Linked DNA regions of Sus scrofa: region 1 is linked to region 2. The links are chromatin contacts, called in public HiChIP or PLAC-seq maps. All regions are on one chromosome and are shown on one strand. Each heading gives the region's core, a stretch centred on a gene start, on an enhancer-like site or on the middle of the called end of the contact. The rest is flanking DNA. Distances are from core to core; before and after follow the strand shown. Region 1 overlaps SH3PXD2A (SH3 and PX domain-containing protein 2A). Region 2 overlaps SH3PXD2A (SH3 and PX domain-containing protein 2A).

What was found. HiChIP or PLAC-seq counts read pairs in DNA pulled down with a chosen protein or histone mark.
Region 1: an H3K27ac HiChIP or PLAC-seq map of skeletal muscle shows a contact between it and region 2. The contact joins two enhancer-like sites. A contact is called at or near these places in 1 of 5 promoter capture datasets (fetal liver) and 1 of 2 datasets of contacts at active chromatin or transcription factors (skeletal muscle).

Annotation. Positions count from the first base shown.
Region 1 is chr14:114,768,573-114,775,343 of Sscrofa11.1, reverse strand. All of the region lies in intron 1 of SH3PXD2A (SH3 and PX domain-containing protein 2A), which reads left to right. Among named protein-coding and RNA genes, the nearest start is that of SH3PXD2A, 5.3 kb to the left of the region's middle. Within about 2 kb of position 4,218, at least 27 of the 83 cell types and tissues checked have an H3K27ac peak or open chromatin away from gene starts, as enhancers often do. A contact at or near this core is called in skeletal muscle, where this site is marked.
Region 2 is chr14:114,560,587-114,567,364 of Sscrofa11.1, reverse strand. All of the region lies in intron 8 of SH3PXD2A (SH3 and PX domain-containing protein 2A), which reads left to right. Among named protein-coding and RNA genes, the nearest start is that of NEURL1, 130 kb to the right of the region's middle. Within about 2 kb of position 4,249, at least 22 of the 83 cell types and tissues checked have an H3K27ac peak or open chromatin away from gene starts, as enhancers often do. A contact at or near this core is called in skeletal muscle, where this site is marked.

The sequences.
Region 1 (6,771 bases), core at 2,969-5,468, 210 kb before region 2:
TTTATTTCCTTTTTGGAAGGGGACTGGGATTTGTGCTAATGTCAGCCTCAGGCTACTCTTTCTGTCTTTATCCCCAGTAGCTCTGACCTTTGGGTTTCTTTATAGCAAAATAAATGGGTATGGGCTCAGTTTGGGGAGAAGGTAAACCAACCGGACAGAGAGGTGGGTGCTGGTGGAAGAGTTGTTCCTTCTGTGTTGCTGGCTCCGCAAGCGTCTAAACCTGCTGTTTCAAGAAAGCTCTTTTTGGAGGACTTAGGTCACTGAGTGGTCACCCTGCACTGGGGACAGATGTCCATTTGCATATCCCAGCACTCCTTATGATATCAGCCTTCCTAACTTCTCAAATGTTGCAGGCTAAGTTTTAGGAGTTCTTTTCTAGTCCTCTGGGTTGGCACTGCTTTCAACAGATGGCACTCTCTGCTCTGAGACCCAGGCAGGTGCTTTTCCCGGCTCTGGCTTTTAGGCAAAACATCAAATCTTGGCTTTGACCAATGATGTCCAAGATTACAGATGTAGAACCTACTGGCAACAAGCCAGGAGTGTTGCTGAAGCGACCGGAGACCCGCTGCAGTCAGTGTTGAGAGATGGTTACTGCTGAGGCTCTGACTTAGAGGCTCTTGTTTTAAGCCTGGCTCAGCCACTGACTTCGGGCGAATTATTTAACCTTAGTGGGGCCTCAGTTTCCTCATTTTAAAGTGAGGATAATAATAGTATCTACTTCATAGGGTTGTCTGGAGAATTAAATGAGATCATCCATGCGAAGCACTTAGGAAGTTCCTGGCACATAACAAGCACTCATTAAATGGTAGCTTATGATGGGCATGATTCTGACTAAGAAAGCACTTTTGAAAAGCAGCTATTAATGGTCTGGCAAGAAGGAAGAAAGATTTGGGGTTTTAAGATTGATAATAATTTCTTCTATGTGAAAAATACAAAAGAAGTCCTGTCCAGTTTCCTTGAAGCAATCATTTCCTGCCTTTTTATGGATAGTGTTTTCCGGGATGTCTCCGCTTCCCATGCAAGAATCAATGACATTATGTTTGGGGCCGGGAGTGATGTCACCGAGCAGATGGGGCCATACAGAGTTCCGAATTCAGGTGGTGGGAAGGAGTTAAAGGAGAAAGTGTTGTGGAATTGTGGAGCTGGCAGGGAGCTCATTTTACAGATGAGGAAACTGAAAACCAGATGGGGTAAAGTCATTTGTGACACAGCTAGTCACAGCACCTGGGTCTAACTGGCCTTCTGCCCATGGCGTTGTTCAAGGTTGGAGTTGACAAGGGAGACAAATGTCTGGTGCTGGCAAGAGGTTCCTGCACATTTGGGGCATCCATAAGGAGAGGGGGCCGATGGTAGACAGTGTTGGTGGGGCCAACAAGGCAGGAGGAGCAGGTCGGGGCTGGGCTTCAGAAGCTCAGCATCGCCTCCTCTCTTGGCCTTTGCATGGTGGACACCACATACCAGAAGGTCAAGTGTTCTGGGCACTCTGCAGAATATACTGCGCCCAAGTCACGTATGTTCTAGAAGCCCTGTACGTTGAAGAAGCATGCCTTCTTCCCGCCTCTCCTCCACTGGTGGTGAATTCTGAGTCTGTGGTTTGGCAAATTGCAGAGCAGAGAGGCTTTCTGGGATGTGCACGTGAGCCAGAGCTAGCTGATGAGAGGCCTGGGGCCCAAGCAGGAGGGCTCTGCTGGCTCCAGGACGCTGGGAACACATTGCAGAGGTCTTCTCAGGACATCCAGCGAAAGGAGTGCTTGTCCCAGTGACGAGGGGGAGCTGCCTGGACACTGAGGGTCTTGTGCTTTTGGTCTGTTTATGAAAGGCAGGCAAGTGACCTCCATGGTTTGGGTGGTGCTGTCAGCCCTTCCTTCTTCTCTGCCAAGTCCCTTCTTGGGGTGGCTTTGGAGGTAGTGGGCAGCTGCTGCTTAGGCCAGACTTCCTGCGTGGAGTTGGGCTCCTCTCTTAGCTTTTACGTGCTGCCCCTGGAGAGATTTAGGTAAACTGGTTTTGGCTTCAGACCACACTTGTCTTCCCAATGGTCCTGATGGTGCTGGATGCAAACTGCAGGTAGCTTTGCTAGAGAACTTTCCATAAAGATATAAGGTCCGGTTCACAGAATTCTTTGCACCCACGTGCATGTGTATGTCAGGTCAGATGATGGTGGAAAGGAGCTCGTGCATCTAAAACAAACAAGAGTTTGTTTGTTTGGATTTGGGGGGCGTTGTGCTTTCACAGTCATTTCCTTCCCTGATTGTTTGTTTCAGACAAATACCAGTCCATGAATCTTCTGATCCTCTACAGGGCTCTTCAGGGAATGCAAATAATAGCTGGTGTTAGCAGCAGTTACCATGGGTGGTGCCAAATGCTTAATATGCAGGATTTCATGTGATTCCTATAGTTCACTGGGTGTCCCCTCATGTCCCCCAATGTGGGGTAGGTTCTTTGCTTCCTTTATTTGGATGGGTGAGCTGAGACTTGGGGAGAGTAGAGGTTGCTCAGGGTCTCCCAGTGAGTACAAGCCAGATCTGGGTCAACTCAGGTCAGATTACCTCCAAAGGAAGATATGAACCTAAAATGGGGCCCTTCTCCTCCACTGGAGTCTGGCTGGGAAGACCATACTGGGGATTACATGACCATGAGAGACCAACACAGGGTGGCATTTGAGGATTGGCTCACTGAGTGGGACTTTCACCTTGTGCCCTGGAAGTGCGTGTGTGACGGGTGATGGAGGGAGGTCACTATGAAGCAGGAGGGGTGGGACAAATCCAAGATGATATCTGCTTCCCAGTGATGCTTGAGGTGATAAATTAAGGACCCATCCTGTAGAAATAATACATTCTCCTGTGTGTGTAGAGCAGAACGGATTTTAGTCTTGAGTCTGGGAGCAACATTTTTAGCGGTTGGCCTCAGACCCCCTCATTTCTCTGCTCTTCATTTTTGTTTTTATTTATTTATTTTAGGGCTGCACTTAGAGCACATGGAGTTTCCCAGGCAGGGGGTCGAATCGGAGCTGTAGCCACCAGCCTACGCCGCAGCCACAGCAAGGTGGGATCCGAGCCACGTCTGTGACCTATACCACAGCTCACGGCAACGCCGGATCCTTAACCCGCTGAATGAGGCCAGGGATTGAACCTGTGTCCTCATGGATGCTAGTCAGATTTGTTTCCTCTGAGCCACAATGGGAACGCCTCTGCCCTTCATTTTTAGTTAAGCCCTTAGACTGTGGATCCAGCCCCACGGGAGGAAGGCTGCAGCTGCAGTGTGGGAAGGGTCCTCTCAGGCCAGTTCCCCTTTGGAATGAGTGGTGTTGGGCAGATCAGGCTTCGAATCCCACCTCTGGCTCTTCCTACATGTATGACCTTAGGCCAGCCACTCTGAGTCTGTTTCCTCACCCGTAGCCTCTCAGGGCTTTGGGGAAATGGATCTGAGATAATTTGGGGGCAAAGCTCCTACTTAGGACCCGGCCCCCGTCATGGGTACTCAACATAAAGTCGTTTCCATCCGATGTTCCTCATCACCAAAAACACTTTGAGTACTTTTAGGACTCGATAGGTGCAGCTGCCAGAGGAGGAAAGACTGAGGCAAAAAAGGAAGGCTCAGCTGTTCACAGTCTGATGGGAAAGTAGGCTGCATGCCCTGTGGAAAACGCCCAGCATACACGAGAAACAGATAAACAAGGAGCAGCTGTTCAGACCTGGAGGGCTTCCTGGAGCTGACCTAGTGATGGCTTCCTGGGATGTTGGGAAGGAGAAGGGAAGGCGCATGTGTTGGGGGAGAGGAGTAGAGGTGCTACGGGTAAGGGCAAGGTCAAATAGGATCCTAGCCCCAAGGTCAGTGCCACACAGGGCTTAGCAGTCTTGCCTGTTTTCTTTCTCTCTGTCGCTCTCTCACACGAGAACAGTTTCTTCTTCTCCAAAGAGGGAAGTGAGCTAGGCATGATTCACAGGTCTGACAAGGGTTCCTGCTCATGGAACGACCGACCACATCCTTCAAGGCTGTTGGGAGAGGGAGTGCAGCCCACCATGCATCATGGCCCTCTTTAGAGCTGAGTGAGGGTTTGGGGGACAAATCAGGATTGGAATCGCTGTGTGTGGTAGCAGGCAGAGGGGAGGCAAAGAGAAGGGAAAAATAAACCCATTTGATGTCATAGGAGACGGTTCCAGCTCCAGAAATATAAGCACCAGCTGCTGCATTTTCCAGAGAGCTATTCTGGGGCCAGCATGAGTTAATGGCCAGCAAAGGCTGTGAACTAGAGGAGTGTTGTTAGGACTTCTGACTTTGGGGTTTGCACAGCGGTCCCTGGAAATTGCCTTCTAATTTCCTTAGCCTGAGTCACTGACCAGACTCCTCCTTGGCCAGAAAAGTCCACCAGGCACCTCTGTTCTATTTTTCCTCTTTATTAAGTAAAATGAAAAAATAAGAGAGTTATACATACGGTAGTCACACTTACTCCTCTTGAGTTCTGAGAATCCAGGAAAGGGATCATGGATTAGGACAGGGATCCAGGGAACAGGAAGGACAAGGGGTGTGTGTGGGAAATGAGGTGGAGATTCTGGCTTTGGAAATAGGTTCTGAGCCAGCGCCAGAGGTGTTCTCTGCCATGGCCGTTGCCAAAAATAATGGAAGAGTCCAGGAGGGTGATCAGCGTTTCAAGAGGCGATTCCCAGAGCTATGTGTTTCTCGCCTGGGCGCCTGGGCTGCTGCTACTTGTAGTGGAGGGTGGGAGGATGAGCCACAGGAACCCCCAGGTAACCTCCTGGCAGGTCACAGCAGCAGCAGGTGCTGAGCAGAGCCCAACAAAGATGTCAAGATGCGTGAAAAGGGGAAGAACCAGCATGCGAGTACCTACAATGTGCCAGGCAGTGCAGAAGAGGCTTTTCAGGGGGATTTAATTTAAGTGTCATGACAACCCCTTGAAGTACGTAGGTGTTTTACAGATGTGAAAATAGAGTCAAAGAGAGTTTATGTGCCTCTCACTCAGAGTAATTCACTGGTGAAGCTGGAGTTCTTAACCTGGCCTCTGACACCGGCTCTGTGAGCTTGTCACTTTCTTCCCCATTAGAGCTGAGTCAGTGAGAGAGGGGCCATGAAAATAACCCGGGAGTCCAGGCCACACCCCCTGAGAGGATGACCTGTATCTGGAAGGCTGCGATGTCAGAGAGCCCCTGGGTCCTTGTGTCCCTGGGCTGGAATCCTGTCTCTCCCACCTACTACTGTGGGACCCAGTGCACGCTGCTTCTAGAGAACGTGCCTCTGTTTCCTCATCTGTTTAAACAACAACCACAACAAACAGAGGGGAAAATGGGACCTAGCTCAAAGGGTTGGGGTGAAGGTCGAGTTAACAAATGTAAAGAGCTTAGAACGGTACCCGGCACATGTTAAGTGCAGCATAGGTATTTGTTCTAATAATGATTAAGTCCTAAAGCTTTTCGGAGGGGAAAGCTCTCTGTGAACTGGAGTGTTCAGCCAGGACTGGCAGCCTGAAGAAGGCGAGCTTTGTGATGCGCCTTGGGGAGTAGGTAGGATTTGGACGGGAAGGGATAGGATTGAGGTGGGAGGAAAAGTGGAAGGGCATTTCAAGAAGGGGAAAAGCAGCAGTGCTGGAGGTGGAGCACATTAGGAGAATGTGGGCAAAACCCGTGTTGAGGGAGAAGAGGAGGGGGTGGAGGAGGAGAAGGAGGAGGAGGGGTGGGCCAGCTTCTGAGAGCCTCCCATACCAGGCTAGGGAACTCAGAATTTTGTGTATAGACACCTCTGCACCTTCTGCTCCTCCCAAGGATTGCAGCGGAAAGGGAGCTGCTTGTCGCTGTAGGGTCCTTCTGGGGCCCCTGACCTGGCTCTAGAGTTGTTCTTGCAGCCATGGCAGGAACAGAGCTCAGTAAGGACAGGAACTGTGTCTGCAGCTCTGCCTTGAGGTCTCTTTAGCTGGCAGCCTGGAGCCCAGCCCCTCTCTGTTTATAGCTCTTACTCCAAGGGGTCAGGCTGCCTCATAAAAGTTGATTGCACCCCAGAGGTCTGGGGAGGGAGGGGAGGGGGGAGAGTAGGGAGGGGAGCAGTAAGGCCTGTGGCCCCTGCTGGCTGGCAGGGCCTGGTATGCAGCAGGGGGTTGCAGTACAGTCATTTCTTTTCTTTTTTTTTTTTCTTTGAATCAACAGGCTATTTTATTTATTTATTTATTTATTTATTTATTTATTTTTATTTATTTATTTTTTTCCCCCACTGTACAGCAAGGGGATCAAGTTATCCTTACATGTATACATTTTCCCCCCACCCTTTGTTCTGCTGCAATATGAGTATCTAGACATAGTTCTCAATGCTATTCAGCAGGATCTCCTTGTAAATCTATTCTAAGTTGTATCTGATAACCCCAAGCTCCCGATCCCTCCCACTCCCTCCCTCTCCCATCAGGCAACCACAAATCTATTTTCCAAGTCCATGATTTTCTTTTCTGTGGAGATGTTCATTTGTGCTGGATATTAGATTCCAGTTATAAGTGATATTATATGGTATTTGTCTTTGTCTTTCTGACTCATTTCACTCAGTATGAGATTCTCTAGTTCCATCCATGTTGCTGCAAATGGCATTATGTCATTCTTTTTTATGGCTGAGTAGTATTCCATTGTGTATATATACATCATCTTCTGAATCCAATCATCTGTGGATAGACATGTGGGTTGTTTCCATGTCCTGGCTATGGTGAATAGTGCTGCAATGAACATGCGGATTCCTGTGTCTGTTTTAAGTAGAGTTTTGTCCAGATATATGCCCAAGAGT
Region 2 (6,778 bases), core at 3,000-5,499:
GGAAAATTGACAGAACACTGTAAACCAGCTGTAATGGAAAAAATCAAAATAAAAATGCAATGCAGGAGATAAGCGGCCACTATGATAGCAAAGAGAGGAGGTGACAGAACAGAGGCAAAACCAGAGACCAGTTGCTGTGGGAGAGAGGTGGTGGGTGAGGACAGAGAAGTCGAAACCGCGTGGTCCCAGGCCAGGGCACACTGTTCTGGGTGGCTGACCACCGCACCAGTGGGAGTCTTGCAGCACAGCCAGCAGGGGACTCCACTTCCCTCACCAGCCACACCCTGGCCTCAGGCTCCCGGAGCAGGCAACACAGGAGACCCTCCGCCTGCCCCAACACACAGACACATACATAGCCTTTGTCCCCAAGAGAAGTGACAGGCCTTGTGCAGTGCCGCAACGTGGGGCGGAACTCTCCACACAGTGGTTCCTGCACTCTTATGTAACAGATTTCGCCCTGGAACAGCGGCACTTTCTGGGATATAATTTGTCAGGACCTTTGGGAATTTGGGTTGAATAATTTCTGCCCCTTGTTCTTTCCCCACATCGCCCCATGGCCGTGTGATATTACACACAGTTGGGTTTTCAGTAATCACTCTGGTGGATGTGGGGTTTGCCCTCGGTAACCACTCTCATCTCTATCAGCATCTTTTCAGAATCCATAACCTCATCCCCTGGGTTCCGGGTGCTGATCTGGACTCCCTGGCCTCAGTGCAGGGGGGGCGGGGCGCAACAGCCAGGGCGACCCGGCTAACTGAGTGGTGAAGCCTGGTGGGAGCCAGTGTTCCCTGGGGTTCTCCATCCTAGGAGCTGAGCTGTCAATTCCCAGGAAATGGAGGGAAGCTTCTGGTGCGTGTAACCCCCAGCTTCATTTCTATCTGTATTTGCAATATTCTGAATGGAATTATGGCACCACTGTCCCTTCTTCGTCAGGCACCCCTCAGGCTCATGCTAAAATGCATCTGCCTGCCTAAGCTCTTTTGTCGGACTGGATTGTGGGGAAGTGGCCCGGGCACCGTGGGAGGTGGGAGAAAGCCAGACTCAGAGAAAGGGTCCGCCAAGAACTGGCTCCAGAGTGAGTGCACCTGAGGTTGGTGCGCCGTGATAGCAGATCCCTCTCCTGTTACATCTGCTGCACTGGCATTGCCACAGGCCGCCCTTAGATCACTGTGTCCCAGAACCTTGTTTTAAGGGATGTTCTAAGTGCAGTGGCCGGAAGCCTGCATGTTTTCTGAAGTCTCATGCTAGAGGGGTTATTGGAGAGGTCAAGGCCACCTGGAGAGCAAATGCCTGCTTATTATTGCCAGCTCGTAGGGAAGTGGGAACATTTTTCAAGGTGACCTCTTTCTGAATCAGAATATTTTATGTTGTACAGGCTATAAAAACCGTGTGATTTATGCAACATCTTGGTAAGAAGGACGGCAGATGCTGTCATTCTCTCCATCCCAGGTGGAGATTAAAGCCTAGAGTGGTTAAGGGACTTGCCCCAGACGTTGCACAGCTGGGAGGTGGGGCGTGGATTTCCATACTCTTTATCCAGTGCTGTTTATCCAGTGTTTAGAAATCTGGATGTTTGCATTTCTTCTCCCTGTGGATTTTACTTTTTTGGAAAGCCAAACCCTAAAGTGCTCTGCTGTGAATTCTCCAGGCCACAGGGAGCAGGAGAGCAGAGGTCAGTCCTGCTGAAGCCCCAGCTGGGGTAGGAGAGAAGCTGATGGGTAGGGCAGAGGGAATGTGAAGGGGGAGGGGGCGTTCGTTAGTTCAGTTTCCTGCAGAAGAGTTGTGTGAGTGTTGCAGCATTTGGCTCAGGCAGGTCCATGGGGCGAGGCTGGGCTGGATGGGTGGATGGGTCAAGGTCACTTGGGATCTCCCGCAGAGATCTGCTTACCAGGACTGAGGGTCTGAGCAGAGCCTGGGCTGTGCCTAGGGGTTGCTAGGCAGGGCCCCAGCCCACTATGCCGCCTTCTCTTTGTCCAAATAGATCTGTCCTGGCCCCTCCCCCAAGCCCACATGACCCAGCGAAGAGTTCTATGCTTCTCCTTCCCCCTCCCCCAGGTCCTTCAGCAGTCCCAGCCCTGTCTGAGTGACATCCTGCATGCAGGCGCTGCTTGCACAGGATGCCTTTTGCTCATTCAGGTGACAGAGCACCTACTGTGTGCCCAGCACTGGGGTGCAGCAGTAGACAAACAGCAGTCATCTCTATCGTCTGATCCTTGGAGGTGACAACATTCTAGGGCTGCCTCTTGCCTGCAGGGTAAAGGTCCAGATGCAGTGGGTCTGTGGTGCTCCCATCCAGCAGAAAGCACAGTGGGCTTGAGGGGGCGGGAGGGCGGGACCAGGAGGCCCAGTCTGCTCCGCAGGCCGTGGGCTTCCATGCACCATGTCTCCTTGGGGGGGGGGCGGTGCCTGGGTCAGTGGTCAAGGAAGTCTCCTGGAGAATGAAGGCCTTGAACCAGGGGCTGAAGGAGGAAGGTGCTCCACGCTGAGTGAATGACACCTGCAAAGGTGTGGGCAGTGGCAGGAACAAGAGAGGAGACATTCCCCTAGCGATAAACAGGCTGGAGCAGCGCGTTGAGGGCCTCGAGGGTCCAGTGAAGGAGATAAGCTGAGGGGGATATTTCCAACCATCTGCCTGAATCCCTCCCTTGACAGAGGAGGAACAGAGGCCTGAAGTCACTTGCCTAGTGTCCCATGGCGAGTGAGTGGCAGGGCTACCACGTGGCTGGGGACCGTTGGTGCAGACGTAGCCATTCGCAAGATGTGCTGGCGTCTCCTAGCTCCTTCGAGGCCACCCAGGGCTAGGTGCAGTCAATCTGGCCTCTCCCTGCCTGAAGCCCAGCTTGTCCCCCAGGTTGTGGGGGTGGTGAGCCAGCTCTTCAGCTCCCCATCCTGGGTCCCTCAGCCTCGTGCTAACATAGCTGGAGCCTGGACACAGGCAGAGCAGAGGCCGGCAGATTGTCCCCAACCCCGTGCATTCAAACAGGCTCCTTTTTCAAGTGAGGTACCTTTCCCCCTGTGAGGTCAACTTCAAACACCCCGACTTGAATGCGGACTCCCCCTTCCAGCAGCGCCACTTCCCTGTCCAGGGTGGGACTGTCCCACTGGCTGACTATAGGTTTCTCCCAAGTCCAAGGTGCTGCTTCCTTGGCCCCTTTTGTTCTTCCCTCCCCACCAGGAAAGTGGAGGGATTGCTGTTGAGGTTGGCTGGACCGCCAAGCCCTGTGTTTCTGAACACTCTGTCTCTTCTCGTTTGTTTTCTGTACTTGTAAGCGATGCCCTCACAAGGCCCCAGCCTTCTCTGCTCAGCGTGCTCATCATCTATTGACTGAGTCAGAATTCAGGCTGTACCCACAGCAAGGCCTGGGGGCCTGGGCCCTGCACCAATGCCTGCATGTTACCTACAGGCTTCTCCCCAGCCTGGCCAAGTGACCTCCCCGTGCCCTGGGGAGCTTTCTGCCAGTTCCAGCCACCTACTTCTTGCTTGAGGCATTGGGCCAAGGTGTTTCCACTGGGTGCTGGACTCAGGGTGTCATCTTGGTGCGCAGGGCAGCCCTTGTGGGAGGAACGCTAAGCTTTGCCTAAGAGGTTCCAGGCTCAGCCACCCACTAACCAGGTGACCTCAAGGCAAGTCCCTATACCTCCCGAGCATCTGCTTTCTTCACCTGTAGAACGGAGGTGTGGCTTGGAGTGAGGACAGTGGCCAGGACTGCTTTCTAGATACCAAGCTCCCTTCTTCCCCTGACCATCAGGCTTTACCAAGCCATGCAAGAAGCAGGCCTTTCATCTTCATAGTTCCAGAACGCCTAAGATCCCCTCTAGCCCCTGGGCTCCAGGAAGAAACCAGTTTCAGCTTAGAGGAAGCAGGCAAGGGGAATCTGACCATGTTGGCAGCTTTCAGGCAGCTCCCCGAGCTGCCAAATGGGTCACTGGCTACAAACTTCTGGGTTTGTAATGATGATCACAGGGCCCGTGGGCTCCTGGACACCTTTGGAATGGGCTTCGTGAGGCCAAATGCTCTGCAGATTAAATTTCTGGAGAAAGAACAGCTGAGAAATAGTCTTGAGCTTTGCTAAGCCACTTCTGTGCTATGGCTGTGAAAGGGGTGTGTGTGTGTGTGTGTGTGTGTGTGTGTGTGTGTGTGGTGTGTGTGTGGTGGTGTGTGTGTGTGTGTGTGTGTGTCCCCTCCCCTAATGAAAGGGAGCGGGCAGGCAAAAGAGGAAGATTGTCCAATCCTGAGCCTCCCTCTCTCCTTTAATTTGCATCAGCCAATGGGAGGGCTGGCGCTGCTGTGTTTTCCAGGCTGGTGCTGGTAACAGAAGGAATATGATTAGTGTTGTGGAATTTCATGGTAGGGGTTGGGGGGTAGCTCCCCCCCCCCTTTAAAAATAAAGTAATGTTTTGAAGAGTTGCCCTGGAGAACTGCTAAAAGCAGAGAGGCCGACAGACGTTTTTGGTCATGTCAGACGAGGACAAGATTATCCAAGTGAGCAGGGGTGTCTCTCTCCGTCCGCCGTGCTGCGGGGTTCCAGGGCCCTTCTGCCAGAAAGCAAGCGAGGGGCCCGTAATCACAAACAGGCCGGGATCAGTTACAACCCAAAGTATTACTTTGGACTCTTGGCTTTGATGGAGAAGAATGCAGTTTTTCTTGCCCCTCCTCCCCATCCTTCTCAAGTTAAACAAGATCTGTGAAAGCAATCGCTCTGGGACTTAAAGCGAGGCCAGTATTCAAGCCAGCACAGGGTCCTGAAGGCCCAGCGTTAGGAGGGTTACACCAACTTCCACTGCTTTGGGGGCAGGGGTTTTCCGGGCCCATTTGCTGCCCCTGTTCCTCCTGGAGGTGAACTGGAGAAGCCCATTTTCCCCTGAGTCTGTCTTGTCTGCCTGGGACACCCTTAGCGCCATCCTGCCTGGCAGCCAAGTGTCCTGACCCTTTTGCACACTATGTGGGCATTTGCTGCATGTTTGCCTTGTACCTGCCTTGTACACGGTTTCATGGGTGGGGTGGAAAAGGCTTAGCACATTGGAACAGCCCCTGACCCACCTGTAAAGATAACAAAATGATGGGCATTCTCACCCCTCCTAGTCCCAACCCAGACCTGGGTGGGTGGGGGTGGGGTCGGGGCTGCTTCCCATCTCCCTCCCCTGGTCTCAACCAGCATCTCCTAGGCAAGCATCAGGTCACCTCCTTCACACTTGGGTATAAGTAATAGTGCTCCCTGGAGTATTGACATTGTGAGGGGCCTGCTTCCCCTGGGCGTTGGTAATGGGAGGAGAACCAGGAATGCAAACGCCTGGACCTCATTGCCAGCAGAGCCAGCTTGTAACTGACCATTCCTCGGAGGAGAGAGAGGGAGCTGATCTTTGCACAGGGGGAGGGAACACCAAGGCTGCACCCCATCCTCTGGTTTCCCAGCCAGCCCTCACTGTGTCCCAGACCTCACCGCACTGCTGACACAAACTTGCCTCCTTGGACTTAAAAGGCTCCCACTTTTGGTGGGGCCAGGGCATCTTGTCAGTGCTGATGTGGCAGCTAGGAGGTAGATTCTGGCCTGCCCTCCACACCTGCATCTCTCAGCCCCCATGGGGCCGTCCCACCACCTTAGGGCCTGGATTGAGTCAGGGCCTAGGACAAGGAGAGGGGACGGAGACCTCTACTTTCCAGGCTAAGGGACGAGCCAGGGTTAGGGAGATACCCCTAATTCCCCGAGGGGTGCAGTTAGAAGGTGCCGTGGCTGAGGGCTGGGACTCAGCTGGGGTGTGCTGGGCTGCTCACTGCAAAGGCATGTTTAAGAGGGTGGGATATTCATGGCCCACCTCGACCCTCAGACATCTGTTATCTTCTTCCATCCAGGCATCCCCACCTTAGAACCACTTCTGGAACAGAGTTTCTCCTCCAGGGCCCTGTGGTGATGAGATGACTCCACAGAGGCCAGGAGACAGGGTCTGGAGGGCAGGCTAGGTCAGTGACTTCCCGGCTTCCTGCCCTGTCTCTCTGCCATCATGTACCAGGATCTTCCTGCCGTGGTGAGGTGTTGATCATAGGCTGGCTCATTCAGAGGGGAGAAAACCAAACCAAGCAATGAAGCGAGCATGTAGTCAGGGACATTCATTCATTCCTCAGCCTTTATCTCTTGCTGTGAGCCAGGCACAAGCAGATCAAGGAAGACTTGATCCCTGTGTCAAGGAGCCTACAGTCTCCCAGTTGGGACCCAGGCAGTTACCCACTGACCCAGCTGAGGGGACTGTGATGGCTGGTATGCTGGGAGGCAGGGTGGTGACTCTGCAGACCCCTCCCTTTTGGGGTTTGGGGAGGAGGAGACACCAGAGATTGACAGGGCAGGGGTGGGAAGCTCAAGAGCTTCCCGACTGGTACCTGTGGCTGTCAGTCACCACTGCCTGACCAATCACTGTAACTGTTGTAAGGCTAGAAGGAGACACTAGGTCCCAGGCAGTTTCTGAGGCATCTGAACTAGGGGTGTGGCCTCTTCTCCTTGGATTGGGGTAGGATCTGTACTAGACCACATTGTTGCCCAGGGGTCAGGAGACAGGAAGGGAAATGGAGCAGGAGAGGCTCAGGGAGAGAACCTTTCTAAGTCACACTAACACATTCCAGGCTCCAGGGTAGTCATCCTAGGCCCAAGGTATTTTCACCCCAACCTAAACCCATCTGCTTCTTTGTGGAGACTGTTAACATCAGAAACTATGGAGGAAAGGGGCTGTTGAAGCACCTCCTGTATATCACACCGTGGGCCAGTACCTTCTGTCCTGTAACCACCCC